Regions from separate parts of the Mus musculus genome. Here region 2 is linked to region 1. The links are chromatin contacts, called in public promoter capture Hi-C maps. All regions are on one chromosome and are shown on one strand. The core of a region is the stretch at or near the end of the contact, and the rest is flanking DNA. Distances in the headings are between cores, read along the strand shown. Region 1 holds the start of Bcl6 (B cell leukemia/lymphoma 6). Region 2 has its middle 150 kb from the start of Tprg.

The links. Promoter capture Hi-C pulls out the DNA fragments that hold promoters and counts their contacts.
Region 2: a contact with region 1 is called in a promoter capture Hi-C map of the 3T3-L1 cell line, with 14 times the contacts expected there. The contact joins two enhancer-like sites. A contact is called at or near these places in 6 of 39 promoter capture datasets (the 3T3-L1 cell line, embryonic stem cells, hippocampal neurons and 1 more), 2 of 115 datasets of contacts at active chromatin or transcription factors (astrocytes and stem cell-derived neural progenitor cells) and 1 of 9 other capture datasets (embryonic stem cells).

Annotation. Positions count from the first base shown.
Region 1 is chr16:23,981,902-23,989,761 of GRCm38.p6, forward strand. It overlaps Bcl6 (B cell leukemia/lymphoma 6), which reads right to left and starts at 6,951. Exons shown (of 10, transcript NM_009744.4): 1 at 6,674-6,951. Gm31527 (a long non-coding RNA gene) reads left to right here and starts at 6,366. Exons shown (of 2, transcript XR_384770.3): 1 at 6,366-7,327. Within about 2 kb of position 2,915, at least 179 of the 459 cell types and tissues checked have an H3K27ac peak or open chromatin away from gene starts, as enhancers often do.
Region 2 is chr16:25,435,927-25,443,786 of GRCm38.p6, forward strand. It overlaps the pseudogene Gm18896. Among named protein-coding and RNA genes, the nearest start is that of Tprg, 150 kb to the left of the region's middle. Within about 2 kb of position 4,260, at least 27 of the 459 cell types and tissues checked have an H3K27ac peak or open chromatin away from gene starts, as enhancers often do.

The DNA of each region.
Region 1 (7,860 bases), core at 1,665-4,164:
GGAGTGGGGGAGGACTAAACCTGGAAAAAAAAGTAAACTGAAAACCCCTTCAGTCTACGTCGGCAAGAAAGGGGAGATTTCCGCCCAACCTTCTTTAGAGTTGGAGCTACCAGACTGAAGCCAGACGTGCTCCGGAATTCAGTGTCTTATTTTCCTGAAACCGTGGAGACTGGGTAACAGGGCCCACCCCAGAGAAACCTCTGACACACAGCAGGGTTGCCTCGCCTTCCCAGAAATGAACTCCGTGTGGCCACCCCCTAAGTGCTCTCGGTAGCCTTGTGCCTTTGGGGAGGTCTGCACAACCTCCATCCAGTCCTAAAAGTAACGGGTAGCATCGTTACACTGCACATCCCTTCAGTGATGGAGGCGGGATCAGATTCGCAACCCAGAGACGGGGTCTGTCTGGTTCCCTGTTTTGTGGTTTCCTTTTCCTTCGGTATGAATTAACGGTGACAAAGGTAATTTTATATGGGACAGGAATGAATATCCTAGGAGTTACCATTCTCACTTACTGGACTTCTGTCTAACGCTAGAGGGAGCTCTCCATCAAGGCTTGAAACCATAGCCGGCTGCTCGCCCCGCCCCTCCTTCCCATTGACCTAGTTTGGCCAGGGTCTGGATTTGGAGAACGCTTTTCCACTTCTCTCTACCCAGGATGGTTGTTGGGTTATTGGTAGTCTAATAACTTCAATAGCTCTCCGAAAAATCTAAAGAGGGTTCATAAAATGTAAATCACTGTCCAAGGAGTTTGAAGGCGGGAGGAGGGTAGGGATGACGCGTTGAAACATGCCCCTGAGCTCCAGCAGGAGCGCTCTTTCCCAACAGGGTGCTCAGGTCTAGCCAGCCTCTTCTGGCGAAAATGGGTAGAGTCAAAGTGTTGCTTCTGTTCTGGAGGTAGGGAAGGACAATATTGTTGCTCTTGCCTCTGGGCGGGAATGACACAGAGATAAAAAGAGAAGTTGATAGTGCGATGGATCCGCAGCTGCGTGAGCTAACCAGAGGACTTTGTGTCCTGACTTTCATTTCTGTTACGTGTCCTGCCTCAGAGCTCTTGCTAGCCTACAAGCTTCGAGGAAATGCAATAAAATAAAGGGATGTGTTTTATCATCAAGAGCTGAAGAGCTGAAGGGACGCTCCCCACGAGCCTGGTCGAGACAGCCTCCAGAAGGTCTGCTGACAATGCCAGCAAACCATGTCCTTCAGAAGAGATCTCTTCCCTCATCCTGACCGGACTGAGATCGGCGTTGGGGTGGGCGGGGTACTGTGGGGCAGGAAAGAGAGGCATCATCTCCCCAAGCAAACAATGCTTTTTTAAATTCGATCTAGACAGAAGTCAGCTAAGGTCTTTATTCACGTTAATGAAGATGGAAGGCACTAACTGTCCTTGGAAAGCGATGAGTCAAACTTGACCGCGCTTCAGACACGTCCCCAGATTCGTTTCCAACCCGAACAGAGGCGCATTTCTCCGCGGCGGCCTGGGACAACTCCCGCAGTGATAGAAGATGAACTGGATTCCTCCCGGCCCCGGCGGGGGGTTGGGGGGAGGGGGCGGGGGAGACAGCTGTGTCTCTGCGATGAGGACGCCACTAGAGGCCGCCAGTGCGTCGGTGCAACCGGGCCATCTCGGTTAAGAGCTTTGAGGGGAAAAACAAAAAACAAAAACAAACAAACAAACAAACAAAAAAAACCCCAAAACCTACGGAGGAGATGGGCTACAAATTCTCAAAGAATAAAGCTCTGCTTATTCACAACCCCTACAGACACGCGCGCGCGCGCGCACACACACACACACACAGCTAATTTCTCCCCAGGCCACTAAGTAAAGAATAAACTGGGTGAAAAGAGAGTGAGTCCGGAGTTCAAACTTACAGAAAGCCAGTGCACAACCCCAAGGAGACCAAGTAGTTTCTGGCCACTCAACTCCCAGAACAAGCACCACAGCTTAGAGATGCCCCACCTGCTCACACCTCTGTCACCTTTCCATGTCCATTGTCAAAACCTTTAAGCTAAGACTGGGAGGGGGCAGTTTCCAATGTGCACTGGATACTCCAGTGACCCAAGATTAAACTGCTCTCCCCTTCTCTTAGATAGACTGGAATGAACTCCCTTGGTGAATTCTTTGGAGTTCAGAAACTTACTGTCAGGCCCTATGCCACAATTGCAATGAAGTTTAAATCTTAAAGCTCCTGAGAGTTTGGGTGCAATCTTTCCGCTACTAAAGTTCTCTGTGGAGAGGCCACAAATATCCTTAAAGAAAGTACTGTTTCTCAGTTGACATAGATACTGATGGCTGAGCCACGGTGTATGTCGACGTCGTGGGAATATGATTTTCATCTGTCTCGTCAAAACATTGGAAGTCGGATGCTGTCTTCATTGGACAATGCCCTTCTCCTCCTCAGTCCTAGCGTCTGACCAGGATCCAGACAACACCGCTTCGGGCGCAAACCTTGAGCGTGACCTACCACTAGGTGGCGGACTCAGTCCATTCAAGAATCACCCTGTTAGCATCGCCTTCTACACTCGGCACCCCTGACCACCGTGGTTTTGTCTCTCTTGGGGGTGGGGGGAAGTTGCTTCCAAAACTGAAGTCGGAACACATTTAGTTGAGTAGATGTAATTCCGTTCTTCCGATGCTCATGACTCTAGCTAACACCGTACGGCGTCAGGAGCCGTATATTATTTGGTTATTTGTTCCTTTCTTCCTCTCCTCAAAGCTGGCTACACATTCTTTCAAAAAGAACCACACCTGAAAGTATTAAGAGAGACTCGTGCCAAAGAGAGAGACAGTGAGAGGGGGAGGGCGGGAGAGAGAAGGAGGGGAGCAAAAATCGGGAATAACCCCATGGTTCATACCCACAGAGGAAGTGGGGACCAGAGGTCAGCCCTTTCACTCACTGAGCAAAGCGGGTGCGGAACAGAACAGAATATGGCCTTTGGAGGTGCTACTGGTCCGTATCGGGAAGCAGGAAGGGTTGGGAGGAGCAAAAAGAAGCTAACCAGCAGAGCTAGTATGCAGAGTCGCCTGTCGCTGCTGCGGTCCCACTTGTTGCGCAGTGTAGGAAACCGGCACGCGCCTCGCTACTTTGTCTCTCACAACCCAGCCTATGCTGTTCCCTGCGGTCCACAAACCTCTCCCCCATCACTTCGACACAAGCCACCACGGCCCCCGGGGAAACTACAACACTTTCAGTTCTACGGTTTTACACACACACACACACACACACACACTCCTCTTTAGCTCAGAGTCAGACCGTCAATCTACTGCGGTACCTGAAGTCAAGTCTGAGAGGAAAATAGCTACATCAATCCAGAGAAGTCGCAGATAAGCCCCACCTCTATCCCACCTCATCTCCACTCCTGAAAGGGTGTCCCTTGAATTATGGGAAGGACATCGCCTGGTAGGACACCATTCTAGTTTGGAAAACAACGTGTCTCTATCTTATTTGAAAGATTAACTGCAAAGTATTGATTTTAAAAGTTTCCTCTCTCTCTCTCTCTCTCTCTCTCTCTCTCTCTCTCTCTCTCTCAGGGTTAGGGGTAAGCACATTAGGCTTATTTCACAATTATTTTTCAAATATTTGACTTTTACCAATAGTTTTACTCACCAAGGGGTGGCGCTGCCGCACTACCTCCCCTGAAACTTAAGTTTTTGGGTTTTTGTTTTTTGGTTTTTGGTTGTTTTTTTTTTTTTTTTCACAACCGAGGGGGATATCCCCAGCAGGGGACAGAGGGAAGGAAAGATTTTGACATCTAGTCATGGCTCAACCCATAACTGGAACTCCTCGGGGCTCAGCAAACGACAACTTAGAAATTTAGGATGCCATTCCTGACCACCAAGGCCAGAATAAATTAGTCTTTTCAAGAAAACACTCTGGTAAACCCTTCAAACCTGAGGTGAGGAAGAGAGTATTTAGTGAATACCCGTTTCCTGGTTGTCTCTGCTCAAGTCACTTGGTTGTCTTGAACAGCATCTAACCTTACTGTCACTACCAACAGATCTTTAAAATCATCCAATGCCTGGAAGTATTAGAAAAGAAAATCTTCCAAATAGGATGCTGGAAACTTCTATTTATAAACTAGGGGGTGGGGGAGTGGGGGTGGGGTGGGGAGGTGTCCATCTACAGCTTTCTATTTTGGCTTCAGGACTCAACTGCAGTCATTTTAGCAAGAGAAATGTCCATCTCCTGGTGTTTTCTCTCCATTTCCTCTCCCCCCACCCCCCCGGGACAAATATCTTTCCTTCTTTTATTAAAATCGGTATATAAAGAAGAATACAATTTCACCTAACTCCTTTGAGCTCAAGTTTGCTACCTCCAGGAATAGCATGTGGACTAGGGCCAGATGAACTTCAACTTGGTCTGCAGGCTTATGAGGTCCTGCTCAAGTGCCTGCCAAAGGCACTTGGTAGTAAATTGTGAGCAAAATAGATACCTGTCTCTGGATGGATCACGCTGCCCCCTCCCCTATTTTAAAGTTGTTTATTACACACACACACACACACACACACTCACACACACACATACTCACACCACACACCTCGCAAAGAAAAAGGGAAACCAGCGAACTGCAGAGGAAGCCAGAGGCATAGCTCAGAGCCACAAACTGTATTTCTAAACAGTCTCCTCTCTCTCTCTCTCTCCTTCTCTCTCTCTCCTCTCTCTCTCCTTCTCTCTCTCTCCCCCCTTCCATTCCTTGCTCTTTTCTTTTTTTTGTGGATAGTAATATACACTGGCATTGCAATATTTTCCTATGAGAACTATACAATGTTTGAAGGGGAAAAAGAGATAAAATTACTTCTTAGGGAGTGGGGTGCGATGCTTGTCAAGGACCCTGTAACTGCTTCTGAGTTCCAGCGCCGGGCTTGAGGTCATTTCTCACTACCCCTAGCACAAAAACTAAATTTCTATGGGAGGGAGCGCAACACAGAGATTATTTATTTTACTGTTAAAATAATATTGTTTGGTGCTGTTGTTTTTCATAGGGGACCTTTAAAACTCATTTTTGCAACACTAGCTCCATCTCTCGCCAGGGTTCCAATAACGCGGTATTATACAGGCAACGCAACCCGCAGTTCTCAAGACATTTAACGTTCACTGTTTCCGGCAGGGGTGGCCTCCAGCTCCCACTGCCCCCCAGGCAGCCCATTTCCTAGGTTCCAACTCTCAACCCACTCCCTCCCCGGGCCGCCGCCGCCGCTTTTCCCCATTCCTACTCCCTCCCTTGAGGAGAGCCACAGGTTGCAAATCCAACCAACCTCGCAATCTGTTTTTGCAAAATCACTCACAAAGATCTCCCTATCGCACCCGCTCCTCCCGTCCGGGGTCCCCCAGCAGGAATCACAAAGTACCCCTTCTTCCCTCCCTGATCTTGCAAATCAGGAACGCAGGCTGGGGCTCTGTTTTTCTTCCTTCTCCCAAAATAAGGACCTTGGGAATCTGAAGAGTGGCTATCGCTATACCCAGGGCCACTTTTTTTTTTTTTTTTTTTTTTAAACACAGCTTGCACCAAGGGGGAAAAATGAAATTAAATTTAGGAAAGGGAGGGAACTACCGCTGAGAGCCAACGCAGTCACGCAGCACCCAAAATACAAACACCGCGGCCGCCAGAAATCCCGCCACCTCTCCGGAGCTCCGGGCTGGCTGGCCAAGACCCCCCCGGGTCCCGCACGCTGAAAGCGCCGCAGGTGCAAAAAAAACAAAAAACAAAAAACAAAAAAACCGCGCACCCCTCTCCCACCCTCCCCCAAAATCCCTGTCCCGCCTTCAAGCCTCCTTCCTCGGGCTGGGCAGACCGAGCGCACCCGGGTTCCCGACTGCCTCGACTCCAACCAAGAAAGAGTAATTTTCAAAGTATTCAACGTCCCCGCCCCCCGTGCAAGCGAAGCCTTCCCAAAACACTGTCTCTCCTTGGGAAGATCACGGCTCTCAAAGGAAACTGCAGACACGATACTTCATCTGGCTTTATGACCAAAAAGAAAAGGGAAAATAAAACAACCAGCCGAGGAGTTGGCTTGCATTCCCCCCGCTGACTCCCGGCTCGGGTGCAAGGCAGGGACTGTGCGGGGCCGGGGCCGGGGCCGGGGCCGGTGGACGGCCGCCAACGCGGGCACCGGGAGAACTGAGCGGGGAGGGAGGCAGCGGCGGGGAAGGCAGTTTGCAAGCGAGCAGAGAAAGCAAGCCAAGCCGCGCGAAGCCGGCGGGGCCGCCGCGGTCCGCCCTCCCAGGCCGCGCAACCCAGCGCCCGCCGCCCCGCGCCCCTGCGTCTCCAAACACCGAAACAACACCGGGCAGGGCGGCACAGCCTCCCCGAGGCGGCCGAGGCGCTCCAAGACAGCAAAAAAAAAAAAAAAAAAAAAAAAAAAAGAAGAAGAAGAAGAAGAAGAAGAAGAAGAAGAAGAATACGTATGCGAAAAGCTAGATCCTACAGTGGGAGAGACGTGGGGCTGATCTTCGGCATTTATTTTAACACCTGACAGCTAGAATCAATAAATAGATACATTTATATCAATAGATACACATAGGAAACTTGGAGCCAAAGCATTTGGCAAAAGCGGAAAAAAAAAGAATTAAAAGGTAAAATAATGATCATGAGCAGCGGCGGCGGCAGCGGCACCAGCGGCAACAGCGGCGGCGGCGGCAGCGGCAGCGGCGGCGGCAGCAACAGCAATAATCACCTGGTGTCCGGCCTTTCCTAGAAACTTCTTGCATCACCACTTCTAAGAACCCCAGTTCTAAGAATCAACAGAGCTCAATTCTCGGAATTTGAGCTGCGGGCTTTACCATTGCTCCGCAGCAGGGGAGGACTCGGTGGCAGCGGCGCGCTCCGCAGCGCCCTCCCGGCCGGCAGAATGCCTCGGGGCCGCGCCGCTCGCCGCCCTATAGTGCGGATCGTGGTTCCCGCAGCACCGCCGCCCGGAACACCGGGGGTCCCGAGGCGGGCGCGCGCGGCTACAAGGCGACCCTCCCTGCCCCGGGCCACCGATGGAACCGCCCGCTCCGCCGCCGTCACGTGGGCTCCGTGACGTCGGCGTCTTCGCTGTAGCAAAGCTCGGCCTCTGGAATTCTGAGAACTAATTTGCTATTCGGTGACATAAGAGGGAGAGTGCGCTTTGCTTTCCCGGGGTCTGGGGCTAATTCTTCCTCTCCTACCCATAAACTCGGCTCCTCGAGCTAAATACACAAAAGGGAGCGAGAGAGTTGAGCCGTTAGAACAAGTGTGTTAGAGGCAGGTTTAGAGAGACGAGGGAGGGAGAAAACAATAAATACCACAGCTCCTTCCAGCTAGAGTATTAGGCACCACGAGAAAAATATTTGCCAAGCAGTTTTCGGTGGGTTCATTTGTTTTCTTTTTATTTGGGACAATTATGTTGGGGCGGGGGGGGGGTCCTTTGGGGATGGTGGCTTGGGATGCTCCTGTTGTATTTTAATGATTTAGGTGGGGTTTTTTTTCCGCTTCTGATTTTTGCCTTTTGCAAGTTTGTGGTGTTATGTAAATCGTCGGGACTGTCATTCGTTGGTTTTATTGTCTCCCTGCGTTCTCGCTTTCTCTCTCTCTCTCTCTCTATCTCTCTCTCTCTCTAAAGGTGCAATATTTCAACCTAATACCATTGACAGAAGCTTACATTTTTGGCCACATATGACAGCCCCAACCTCCAACACCACCACCGCTCCCCGCCCGCCCCCCCCGCCCGCCCCCCAGCCGCCCTTGGTACAATTTCCTTTTCCTCTTGGACTTTTGCTGAAGCTTTCCTGCACTTGAAAGAGATGTAAAAGGATTTGGATTGGTTTGGTTTGTTTCTTTCCAGGACAGCGAGTGGTGGGTTTACTCTGTTACTGTTGACTCTCAGGAAATTTCTTGATG
Region 2 (7,860 bases), core at 3,010-5,509, 1.5 Mb after region 1:
GTTGTCTATGATGATCTGCATATCACAATTTTATGTTAAGATTCATAACAGTAGCAAAATTACAATTTTGAATTAGCAACAAAAATAATTTTATGGTTGTGGTCACTACAACTTGAGAAACTGTATTAAAGTGCTGCAGCATTGGAAAGGTTGAAAACCACTGCTGTAGATGAATGTAAATGACTATCTTCTGTAGTTGGGACAATTAGTGATTATCTCAGCCTGTGCTTTGTACAAAAAGTGTCTTCTTGTTTCTTTGCTTGCACTACTCAAATTTAATGCTTGGGTGTTTATTCCACTACCATGTCCCACTTAATTTTTTTCAGAAACCTAAGAGCCAAGACTGCTGCTGCAGTCATGGCCACTAATCTACCAGTGAGCAGACCTGCTGTTATTGAAGCTCACAGAATTCACAATTGGGTAAAACAGATGATAACTCTTCACCTCCAATTGAGTGCATTGCCCCTTCCAGCACTATGAAAGCAAAAACATAGGCATGATGCTTCCAAGTGAGCATCTACTTGAGTTCTCCATGTTCTTTGATGCAAGTACATGATATTTCGGTAATGTGATCTTCCGTTCAAATTATGAAGATAATAACTTCAAGAGCATTAATAATAGTTGAACTTTTAGGGTTTATGGGGGCTTCACTGACCAACAACTTCTAATGTGGTGACTCATTCCTGACACTGGGCCTTTTGATTTTAGATAATCGTGTCTAGGGGGTGGTGTTGTGACCTAGCTATAGGGGAGCTTTATTTAAACTCTTTTTATATGTTTATACATAGTTTTTTTAGGAAGCTTCTACAGCAATAGATTCATATGACTTTTTCAAAGGCCTGCAGTATTTGTCATCCTTCTCCATACTCCCTTCATTTCCAAGTCCTACCTTCACCCCACATAATGTTTTCTGCTCCATTATTTACCATTCTCACTTTATGACACAATCTGTAATCTCTCTTTTCTCCTTTGAAATCCCTTTTCCTGGTTTCCTAATAATTTTCCACTATGATCAAGTGGTCTTCATCCAAGAGAATGCAGAGATGTCTTGATATGATTATATTAATAAATGTAATCTACCACGTGAACAGGCACAACAATAGAAGGTCAATATCACCCTTAGGTGAAGAAAAGGCTTTTGACAGAATTCAAGATCTTTTCAGGATAAAACTCCCAGAGAATCTAGAGATGGAGAGGGCATATCTCAACACAATTAAAAAAGAAAGTCCACAGTCAACATTATGCTAAAAGAAGAACAACTTAAAGTATATCCACCCAAATCAGGAATAAGCCAATGATGTCTACTCTCTTCAGGTTTACTCAACACAGTGCTTGAAATCTTAGATAGAGAAATAAAATTAAAGTCCCTAACAGATGGTGAGAAGTCAAAGTATTTTTTTATTGGCAGATAATCTGATTCAGTACATGAAAGATCCCAAAGAATCCTCCAGAAAACCTGATGAAACACATTCAGTAAAATAGCAGGGTACACGTTTAGTACAAAGTTTCCGTAGCCTTTCCAAGATACCAACAAAATGCACACCAAGAATGAAATCAGAAAACAATCCATTTATATCAGCCCCCCAAAATTACCTGGAAATAAAAGAAGTGAAATCTGCATAAAGCAAGGAAGTGAATGACTTCCACTGGTTCAGTGAAAACTCTAAGACATCAAAGAAAGAAATTGAAGAAGATTCCAGAAGATGGAGAGACTACCTATACCATGGATTGGTAGGACTAATATTGTAAAAATGACCATCATTGCCAAAAGCCATTTACAAATGCAATGCGATTTCCAACAAAAAAATGCAATCATTTTTTCCACAGGAACTGAAAATTGTCTTAAATTTTATATGGAAGTACAAAACATCCTAGAGAGCCAAAACGATAACAAAGGAAAAAGCAATGCTGGAGACATTGCTATTCCTGATTTCAAGTTGTACTACAGAGCTGCACCAATACAAACTGTGTGTTACAGGCATCAAAATGGACACAATGGTCAATGGAATAATACTAAGGACTCACATGTAAGCCCGGATTCCCACAGCCACTTGGTTTTTGATAAGGAGGCCAAAGGGATACATTGGAGAAAAGGTGCATTTCAATAAATGCTTCTATTCCAACTAGGAAACTACTAGAACTTAACTTGAAAAGGTCAAGAAAGAGCCTCAAAATAAGGCCCGATATCCTGAAGCTGATAGAGAAGAGGGTGAGAAATATATTTCAACTTACAGGTACAGGAAAGGATTTTCTGAACAGAGCCCTGGTAGTTCAGTCATTAAGACTACCAATTGATAAATGGACCTCATAGAAGTAACAAATTCCTATATAGCAAGGGACAATATCATTAGATTTAAAAGATAGCTCTCAGAATGGAAAAATTCTCTGTCAGCTATATATCTAAAAGAGGGTTAGTGTCTGCAATATCCAGAGAACTAATACAATTAAACCTCCAGAAAACAACAACAACGAACCAACCAACCAAGTTAAAAATCAAGGCATATTTTAAAAAATATTCAGCATCTTTATAAACACATCAGGTAAATGTGAATTAAAACTACCTTGAGATTTTATGTTAAACCAGTGAGACAGACTAACATAAAACAAGTAACATGGCGTGGATGTAGTGAAAAAGGAACACTTGTTCACCTTGGAGGAACTGAAAACTGGTGCTACCTCTAGGAAGATAATTTTCTGGAAAAGCTAGAAGTAGATATACAATATGATACAGCAGTGGCATTCTTGGGCATATACCCAAGGGACTCTCTCCTTGTACAGAGATCCTTGATCATTGTTGCTCTATTCCTAATAGGCAGGGAATGGAAACAAACTAGATGCTCATCAATGAATGGATGGGTAAGGAAAGTGTGCTGTGTTTACACAACATGACATTATTCAGGTGTAAAAAGGGAAATGGTGACGATGTTTGCACCTAAGTGGATAGACCTTGAAATGATAAATCTGAAGGGGGCAAACCAGACCCAGAAAGACAAACATAGCATGCTCCTTTTCATATGTGTATGATCGCTTCAAATATTTAGATATATGAGAATAAATTGTAATAGAACATTTTGGGATACTAGAAGGATCCAAAGTTCTTCATTCTGTGTTGCCCGATACAGGGACTAGTAATCATGAAATATGGCAGGTTTAGATTTAGAAATTAAAATTATTATGTTGTAATTAATTTAAATAGACAAAACTGCTTATGTCTAGAGGTCATCAGAGTGAGCAGGATAGGTGTGAAGAAAGGAAGGGTAATGAGACCCTGAATGCTATCAATGAAGAGGGATTGCAGCATCTCTGATCATTTCTGGGAATGTTTAAGAAGATACAAGCATTTTTGAATTGCATGTTTTTGCCATATTTCATTCCATATTTAAGAAAAACAAATGCTAAGAAGAATTTGAGTTCAAAACCCCCAACTTTTCCACCCAAATCTGCTTTCAAGTCAGTATGTCATTAGAAAAGTTATTTTTCTTGTTCTTTTGTTTACATTAATAGCTGAAGCAGAAGTACAATACGATTTCTATGCATGCATTCATTCATATCAGATGTCATTTGTTGATTTACTCTCTGGGAGAATGCCTTAGTTTGTCTACATCTTAACTACATCCACCCCTTTCTCTTTTTATTTTTAGGTGTGTTTATATTCATTATAATGATATAATATGCTTTTATTTCTGTTTTTATCAACTTTATTTGCTATCATTTCCCTCGCTATAGAGATCCATCCCAGGGACATTAAATTAGAGTTTATCCTGTCCTGTTTACTTTTTGCCTTTTGGTTAGACATGTATTCACTCTTATGTTACCCAGACCATAAAGTGCTCCCTTGTGTTCTGAAGTTATGGTGTTTCCAGATTCTTTTAGAGTCTCTAAGTTTAAACCTGCCTGTGGAAGGAGGCAGGTGAGCATGGAATCATCTGCTCATTTTCTTTAGTTTTTTCTTATTTTCTATTATTATTATTATTATTATTATTGGTGGTGGTGGTGGTGGTGGTGGTGGTGGTATAAGGTGGTTCTCATCTTCTTGCCTGTGTAAAATTTGCTGTGTTTCTAAGATTTAGAACACATTTCGTTTTACTGTCAGTCTCCCAAAGATTCATGTTACCAACATGTCTTTCTTTTTTCAGTTGAAGGAAGCAGGATGCTGAGGAACAGGATAAACTGACCAAGGTCATATAAAGGAGGTGCTATAAAGCTGAGTCACTTCTATGTTATGATGACAAATTCCACAGATATGGTTTCAGTACGATTTTCTTAACCATTCAACTTTGCAAAAATGCTATGGGTTAGGTTTCTTATTTCATATTTACAATCCACACTGTGTGTTGCAGCAGAGAAATTTGAAGCTTGTGTGCTGTGACCACAGTTTCTTTCAAGGAACTCTAAAAATGCCTCCAAGGCATTAGGGTGCTTCATGAACCAAAGCTGACAAATGCTTTGCTACGGGTAAGGAACTATCTGACATTAAGCTAACATTTACCAAGCACTTATGTGCTGGCATCTGAGCTAGAATATTTCCTATGCATTATCTTGTTTTTATTCTCCCAACAACTCTCTAAATAGAATTAAATAGCTCAAGTTTCAATAATTCACCACTGTGATTGGGCTATGTCTTTCTTTAAAATGAGAGAGAATAATTTGAACATCAAACACACCCAAAGATAAAATGAATTTGGCAAAAGTAAAATGAGATTATGTAGGTAGTTTGGGTTTTGTGGGTATAGGCAGTATAGAAACATAGCTTGGTGAGCAATGTGTTTAGGCTGTGCTCCTGAAACCAGCAGTTAAATTCAACCAGGTGGACTGGTGTTAGGGAATGTTGCTCCTGTATAAATATGAAAAGATTCCCAGTGCTTTCTAAAATCACCAAGCTCCAAGGAAGACAGTGTTAGAGCACCTGAGTATGGGCTGCAAATACTTACAGCTCACATGGAAGCTTCCTGCCATTCCTAGACATTAATGTCTGTGGTCAAGCTCCCAATGGTTCAAACACGCTCACTTTTGACTATGGAATGGGCGATCATGTATTCACATGATATTTTTAAGAATAGAATTATCTTTCAAAAATAAGCATTTCCAGTTTTTAAAAGGAAGATTTATTTGTCAAGTTTCACTTAGTAGAATACATCTAAATGAAATTCACAATACAAGGTAAGGTTTAAATCAAAGCCTCAGAATTCCATACAAACAGCATGACCAAACTCCTAAAGTATTGGTGTCATGACTCAAAATTGTCCTGGATTTAAAAAACAAAAACAAAAACAAAACTGAAAAGTATACACTCACATACTGTACAGAATATGAAACCAAAAATCTAGAATTAACAAACAAGCCAGATGTTGTCACTTTGAATCAAAGACACAGCTCCTGTATTTGATTTTTACAGAAAAGCATGTTTTTTTAACATGTACCCCAAGTTTTCAGTGTATTGTGGTGTAAGAGCAACAACATCCAGTGTAAGTGAAACTGCTTTAAACTGAAGCATGCTTACAGCTTGAGTATACTCCTCCAACAGAAGTAACTTGAGGAAAGTTGAAAGTGGAGATGACAACACTGAACTTGTTAGCATATCCTAGAGGAATATTTTCAGAGATCGAAATTACTGAGCTTAAAGTTTGAAAACAATTATAACTTTCAGTTTATAGTAAGCACGAATCTCAAGCTTGTAATGCAAAACTGTTAAATTTTGTTGTCTTAAAAAAAAAAAGGAGAAAGAAGAAAGAATGAAGCTGAGCTGTAGTGATCGGAAGCAATTGAATTTGTCAATTATCATTATACTGGGTATGCTGGATAGCCTTCCTACTCCATCTAGTTCCAGTACATGCAGCCTTTTATTCCCGTAGATGCTATTTGATGTTTCCTCTCTTCCTAAGTAAGGTTTGACTGATAGTCATTGCATTTTCCTGAAGAACTTGATCATATCTCCTCATACTGCTCTGACTACCATAACCACTTCCATAGTCGCCACTAAGCTGCTGGCTGGCAGGACCTCTGTAACTAGACTGGTTGGATAAACCCATTACCCCCCAACCCCCCATCACCTGGCTATCATAATCACTACCACTTGCCCCTTCTGTAAAATTCAAAAAGAGCTCTACCTCCACCTGTCCCTGCAGTAGAATTCAAGAAGAGCCCCACATATCTGTGCTGAAGATTTGCTTTATCTTTTTGCAAGAGCTGCCACAGCATCTTCATGAGTAGCAAACTCAACGTCTGCCTCACCCGCAACTCTGCCATCAGGTCCTATTTCAATGTGTACTCTCATGGAATTAAGAGGTGAGAAAAAAATAGTAAATATCACTCTCAGTAGCTCTGTATGGCAACTTGTCGTGTGTACACAGTGATCTGTGGTGCTCTGGAAACTGGACTCACCATCTCCACATCTATGATCACATATTCCTCAGAAAGAGTGGCTCAAGTCTCTTCCAAGTATATCAGACTCAAAACCACACCTGTCATTATAACCTCCATAGTTACCACATCCACCATAGGTACCTACCTCATTCTTTCAAACCCAGGTCTTCTGCTGATGCTATTATACCCTCTTCCAACCCCAGGGCCGATCATAGGGACCTGGGCACTATATCGTCGTGAGTTTTTGAGAAGGATCATAGTGGGTTCAGACTTCAGATAGTTCTGATAGTTCTGATAATGGGATTGTATGGCCCAGAGGAATCCCATTTGACTGTAACAAGGAAGAGCCCCGGAGCCTATCATAAGGACCTGAGCACTGCATCGTCATGAGTTTTCAAGGAGGATCATAGTGGGTTAGGACTTCAGCTCTGCTACTCTTGAATATTTCAATGTACCTATGCCTTCTTCTTCCCTTGTGTTTCTTTATGGCCTTTTTGGCTATCTCCTGTGAAGCAAACTACACAAAAGCCTCTCCTATAGTCCATCTCTAAAAATCCACTGGCAGTGTCATCTCATTTGGCACAATTTCCAGCCCTGAAAAGAACTAAACAAGTTCTTCCTTATTACAGCCAAATGGGATTCCTCTGGGCCATACAATTCCATTATTGGCAGTATCAGGACTATCTGGACCTGCATGCTTTAAATCATTTCAACACTGTTGCATTTGAATAGTTCAGCATATCTGTGTCCCTTGGTTTCTTTGTCTTTCCTTAAAGCCAGCTATACTTCATCTTCTCATTCAAGTTGGACAAATGCTTCACTCCTGGTTCTGCCTTTTCTGGTGTAGATGAAACAAACACCTGATATGCCATTTTGGAATTTGCAATCAGAGGAGAAGCACATCACTTCCTTGGCTGAGCTGGACCAGTGTAGGCCCATGTTCTTAACCACAAATCCCTCCCTGCCCTCTGTTCTCAGCATCATGGTGACTGACAGGCTCTTGGGGACAATCTTGGCTCAATACAATTTCAATGTGACTTTTGGCCCGGGTAGGTTCTTCCAGGAATCTGGTCAACAGATACTCTAGAAATACTATAAAATGTTTGCTGCAACAGTCCTATTAGACTGGGGTGGAGTGTTCTTCCTTCTAACCTCAAATGGCTATAGAGAGACAATAGATGAACACCAGAATACTTCTCAAGTAAGTTTATTTTTATCATGTGGAGGAAGCACACACACCATGGTGCACATGTGGAAGTCAGAGAACAATTTCATGAGTTGGTTCTTTCCTTCTACCTTAATGTGTAATCTGGGATTGAGCGCAGGTCTTTAGCTTTGAGGTCAGAACTTTTATTCATGGAACCATCTCTCTTGCCATACAAAACCATTTTCTATGAAGTTAATATAATGTTTTCTTAGTTGACTGAAATGCATTTTTGTAGAATTTTTATTTATAGCTCAGGTATATTTTACTCATTTTATAATGTATAATGGCAA